2 separate regions of the Zea mays genome follow, and region 2 is linked to region 1. Evidence: chromatin contacts called from public Hi-C data. All regions are on one chromosome and are shown on one strand. The core of a region is the stretch at or near the end of the contact, and the rest is flanking DNA. Distances in the headings are between cores, read along the strand shown. Region 1 has its middle 18 kb from the start of LOC111589267. Region 2 holds the start of LOC103626378.

Region 1 (2,747 bases), core at 135-2,634:
AGCAGGGTGAGTGTAAAGATCCTTTTCTTTTCCTCATCCATGCATTCGGTTGCAAGATCCTTTTTTTAGGCTTCACGCAAGGTTGCATGCGGTCTGCCCTACGGAAGCCTCGGCAGCGATCTTCTAGTCGCGGCTACGGAAGCCTCGGCGGCGCGCGTGATTTCTATGCCCTGCGCGTTGTCCACGGTATTTTACGCCAACGACGCAGAGACATGGGAGCAGAGTTTATGACGCGGCCATGCGAGGTGTGACTAGCGGCTGGCGAGCGCCGCCAGCAAAGTTGCCTTTTTGCACCGTGAACTATAGATCTGAAATTCCATACCACTCGATTGCGTCGAAGGGAATCGAAGCCTGTCGCGTAGGACAGTTCGGCTAGGCCGAGGACCTGCCGGCGTGGTGGAGAGTCGATGCAGATCGGGTCCGCAGCAACATCGAGGTAGAGCATGCTGATAACGTGTTGAGAACTATGTTACCACGGATCACCAGATCCGCTCCCTTCCCTCCCGTCAGCAGTAGAGGCGCAAGAAGCTGTAGAGAACCCGTCTCCCTTCCCATAAGCACGACAGAGGAAACACACGAGACACTGGATATATGGTTGGACCTCTGGCCTCTTTTTGATCTCTGTTCCATATGAGGAGTACATGTTCTATATCTAGAGACGCGATAGCCCTCAGAGCTATATTCGGTATTTGCCCACATAACCCTTCATTATGGGTTCTCAACAATATCAACTGCATCAGTATGATGAACAGAGATAACAATGAAGATCTGATCCCTAATTCTCATTGGAGAATTCTCTTATTACATACGAGAATAAGGTAATTTAGTCTGTACGTCCGAAGAGTACATTATGCGTTTGATTGCAATGACATGACGGGATGGGACGGGACGATCCCTCAAATAAGATTGTTTGTTTCAGGGTCAGGGGTTGGGACAGAACTGTCCCCAGTTATCTCTCAAAATTGGAGGGACGAGAGAGGACGCCAGGAGGCGTCCCTGTCCTGGTTGTCCCGCAACCAAACGCACCCTAAATGTATAGAAATGACTATAACAGAGTTTCTGTTATTCGTGTTAATAGCTACTCTAGGGGGGAGTGCTTTTATGTGGTGCTAACAATTTAATAACTATCTTTGTAGCTCCAGAATGTTTCAGTTTATGTTCCTACATATTGTCTGGATATACCATAGAGATCTACGGTCTAATGAGGCTACTATGAAATATTGAAAATTTTTATTTGCATTGGTTAGCCGACATGGGGAAGGATCGCCGTCAATAACGGCGGACTGCTTTTCTTCGTATCGGTCCCCTCTCGGCCTCTTAGCTCACCACCAATTCAAGCCCGTAAAGGCCGTACTAATTCTGTCCATCAAGGGCCCAAGAATACCAGCCCATGTCGGACCAGGCACTGAGGCACAGGCAGGTTGCCGACCACCAAAATTTCCCTGACTCGCTCAGTCCCTCCGCAGCTCGCTCACCGGCCCGTTCCGCAGCTCGCGCATGGGCCAGCTCTCGCGCACTGAACTCCGCTCCGCTCATGCAAGCGCATGGGCCTGCCCGCTCAACAGTTCGCGCACTAAAGAATAATGTTTGGAAGTGTTTTATTTTAAAATTTTCACCTTCCGTTTTACAGCTTCACTATAAAATAACTTTAATAAATTTTTGAGCTAGGTTTGAGAAGTGTCTTGCTTGTACATAGGCTCAAGATTCTATAATATAATTAATTTGTGTGAGTTTCCTGGATTATCCTTGAAGATTAGTGGGCTGTCACGAGAGAACCAAAACGATATGTTGTGTAGTTGTGTGGCATGGTGGGTAATTTTCGTGCAACTTAATGAGAATGTATGAAAACACTGTTTGTGAGGCACCCTTTGAGAAGCTTGGTGAATTTTATGAAGCTGACCTCTAGTTTTGATTTTTTTCAAAGCTATAGCTCATAGAGCTAGACATGTTCGTATAGAAGAAGCTAGAACGAACCCAAAAATCTTGAAGTGAAGCCCTCCCAAACGGACCCATAATATACATTTTTAGATAAAGGAACATTGTTTCGGCCTCTCCACCCAGCTGGTGAATGCGGCCAACAGAACATCTACATATACTCTATTAAAATCGGGGGATTTCAAGGCCCTCTCCGCGTTTCCGCGTATGGCGGCGCTCTCGCGTGTCAACACATATACGCGAAAATTATCCAAATACGTTAAGGGTCCTTCCCTTTCCTCTCCCTCTCCACCTCTCGCTCCAGCCTAGCCTACCTCTCCTTCCCCGCGCACCCTCCAATAGTGTGTCGTCCCTCTCCCTCGTGCGCCCCATGCTCCTCACCATCTTCGTCCGCGCAGGAGCCAGTAAGCTAGCCACAACTAGCCTCGCCTTCTCGGCAAAATCCTTCTTCGGCGCACCACTGGCAGCCACCGCGACCTCCATCGCTTTGTCGCTGCCGCGCCAGCCGGCCGCCTCCAACTCGGATTCAACAAAACACACTTTTGGAGCTAGTTTGAGTAAAAACAGTAATATGAGTTAGAGAGAGTAAAAAGTTCAAAGTTCTGCGATTTAGACTAGTTGGATTGCAACTAGATATATTTGTATAAGTCGTAGGAACACCCTTTGTCAGGTACAGTAATTAGGGGTACTGAAAGGGAAATGTGCCCTTGGGCCATTTCTAAGTATTTTGGTGATTGAGTGCCAACACAAGTGGACTTGTGTTAATCTATGCAAAGTGATGGACAAAGTGCAAATCAAGTAAAAAGGTATGT
Region 2 (2,747 bases), core at 115-2,614, 210 kb after region 1:
GAAAGAGAACCGGTCTTTGTGACCACCTCAACGGGGAGTAGGTTTGCAAGAACCGAACCTCGGTAAAACAAATCACCGTGTCATTCAATCTTATTCGCTTGTGATTTGTTTTCGCCCTCTCTTTCGGACTCATTTATATTTCTAACGCTAACCCCGGCTTGTAGTGTGTGCTTAAGTTTGTAAATTTCAGATTTGCCTATTCCTACCCCCTCTAGGCGACTTTCCATGGATATATGACAAGCTCATAATATTAAATAATTAGTATATATTTCATATTTAAATACTACTAATTTAATATTTAATGTAATTATATTTACCAAGGTGTGCCTCGTGAGTCGAGCCAAGCCTCATACTTTAGCTTCGATGCAGTGGGCAAGCTTAAGTTTTGCTAGGCTCGGCTAATTTTCGGCCCTACCGTCCATCCATATTAGAGAAGGATAAAAAAAACATTGCTCCTGCGCAGGGAGGTCCTGTTTAATTCTGGCCAAGCTAGCTAGGGGCCGGTACCCCTGAACCGACGGTAGCAATTAACGACGGCGTGTTTGCAGGGTACTCCGATCCTGCAGCTTGTTCGCTGCGGCTTGCTGCGGCTGCAATCCGGCTGCGGCTGCGGCTTCTACAGTATTTTTCTCTCTATGGATTGCAGCTGCAGCAATCCAAACAGCTGCAACAGTGTCGGCTTGTAGCCAGCCGAACACGCCCCTGATGTGAAGCGAAGACTGGAGAACCACCGCCGCATGCATCTATGGTTTCGGTGCTATACTGCTATACGTAGGAAGCAGTACTGTCCGTCCGTTCAGTTCCTCGGGGACATCCCACTCGCCCACACCGCCGCCGTACTGCGTGCTCCGGCTCCGCTGCTGATCGGCGATTGCTCCACTCGTCCAGAGAGGACGACCCAGAAGGAGGCCGATGCCGGCCGGCACCAGCCTCTGCGCGCGTAGCATATAATTGCATGGACTCGTAGCGCTGATTGATCGATGGAGTCAGCTATATATAGCTGCGTGCGTGCCAAGAAGGATTCATCATACTAGTAGTAGATGCGGCATGGGCATTGGGCACATCCCCCATGAATTCGATCGGTAAACAATGCAGGCGTCCGACGCAGCGGTGAGCATGCAAACGGCAGCGATCAAACGCGCGCGCGCCGCGGCCGGGCACGGGCAGGCAGCGTTTCCGCCGTCTCGTCGAGGTGTTTACCCTGCGCTACGCTGCGACGAGGGTCTCTCATCATGCTTGCTATCTATGCTAAAAAACACTACTCCAGTTAATACTATCATTACACTATATATGAAGGTACACATTTTTTTTAAAAAAAAAATTCTGGATGTGAATTGAGACAGTGATACTGTGTTCCCATATGATATGAGTAATGGCCAGTCCCAAACAGTGGTTTTCCTTAAAATCTATGGTCAAAGTGAGCTAGAGCACCATAGCAGCCACCAGCCAGTAGCAGGCTGCAAGTTCTGTGCATGCCAGTTCTCCGTCCTCTCGTGCGCTCATCAGTGAGGAGTAGGACTGAGGACTGCTGCGGTTAGCTAGCCGGCCGGCCGGGCTCGCTGCAGGCCTGCCATTACTACGTTTGCCATTACTACGACTCCAGACTGGAAGGAACCGAGCCGCGCGCGCGCGCGCTGTTAAAACTCATGAGAGCAGGCTCGCGCTCGGCTACTCCTACAACTCTTTCCGTCCACGAATACTGCTCCCGTTTGTTTCACCACCTCACCTCAGTCCTCAGCGCGCTCAGCTACACTTGAGCGCAGCGTCTCTCCCTCCCGCGCCGTCTCGTCTCCTCGTGCTGTCGTGCCCGTGCGGCAGCCAGGCCAAGAGCGTCAGCCCCATTCGCCCGTGAGGCCGTGACGCAATCGAGCCCCATGAGGCGGCGACGGTGGGCACGCGCCGCCGCCGCAGCGGTGCTGTCGTGCTTCGCCATCGCCGTCGTGCTGCAGCTCGCCGTCGCCGAGTGCAGGACGCAGTCGAGGCGCGCGCGCGGTGACGACGGCCACGCCCACGCGCGCCCTCGCACTCACAGCGGGAGTGGGCTGCCGCCGTCGACGGGTGCAACGGCGACGACCGTGCACCACCAGCACCGTGCTGTGCCCACGGCGGCTGCTGCCGACGCGTTAGTCCGCTTCGACGCCGTCGTGGGCGCCTCCCGGTGTAAGAGCGGCAGGCGGAAAGCAGCGAGCGGCGGCGCTACTGCTGCTGGTGGTCGTGGTCGTGATCGTGGTCGTGGTGCATGCGCCGACGACGACGATGACAAGCGGCGCATACCGACGGGGCCTAACCCTCTGCACAACAGATAGCTAGCTGATCGTGCATGCAGCCCAGCAAGATCCATCAATCCTATAAGACGAGAGGAGCAAGCAACGAGAAATGCAATGCAAGCCAAGCCACCAGAGTTCAGGGCTTTCTTGGTACTTACGAGCGAGCTCATCATCATCTCCTACCACCCTCTGTTCTGTTCTGTTCACCACGGACATGGACCAGAAGACACGATAGCGATCGGCAGTAGTGGTTGAGCTTCAGGAGTTGCGAAAACTCTCTGGACGCTGTCGTCCATTAATTTCCTCCTCTTCTTTTTTTTGTTCTTCCCGAGCTTTTCGTCTGCCAGCACCGGGTGTATATTCTTCCTAGCTAGCTGCGCTGCGCCTCTCTTGTTCAGTTGTTCTGTCAGAAGCAAAGCAAAAGAATCGTTGCGCTCTCTCCCAGCTTTCCTCCGCTGGGCGCTTGTTCCCATCCTGGAA

What was found. Hi-C and Micro-C count contacts between places; a contact is called where the count stands out from the background.
Region 2: a contact with region 1 is called in a Hi-C map of tassel, with 4 times the contacts expected there. The contact joins the promoter of LOC103626378 here to the enhancer-like site in region 1. A contact is called at or near these places in 2 of 25 Hi-C or Micro-C datasets (ear and tassel).

What each region holds. Positions count from the first base shown.
Region 1 is chr5:55,946,802-55,949,548 of Zm-B73-REFERENCE-NAM-5.0, forward strand. No RefSeq gene overlaps it. Among protein-coding and RNA genes, the nearest start is that of LOC111589267, 18 kb to the left of the region's middle. Within about 2 kb of position 1,385, at least 16 of the 20 cell types and tissues checked have an H3K27ac peak or open chromatin away from gene starts, as enhancers often do. A contact at or near this core is called in ear and tassel, where this site is marked.
Region 2 is chr5:56,153,297-56,156,043 of Zm-B73-REFERENCE-NAM-5.0, forward strand. It overlaps LOC103626378, which reads left to right and starts at 1,365. Exons shown (of 1, transcript XM_008646780.2): 1 at 1,365-2,740. The coding sequence starts at 1,875. The coding sequence ends at 2,306.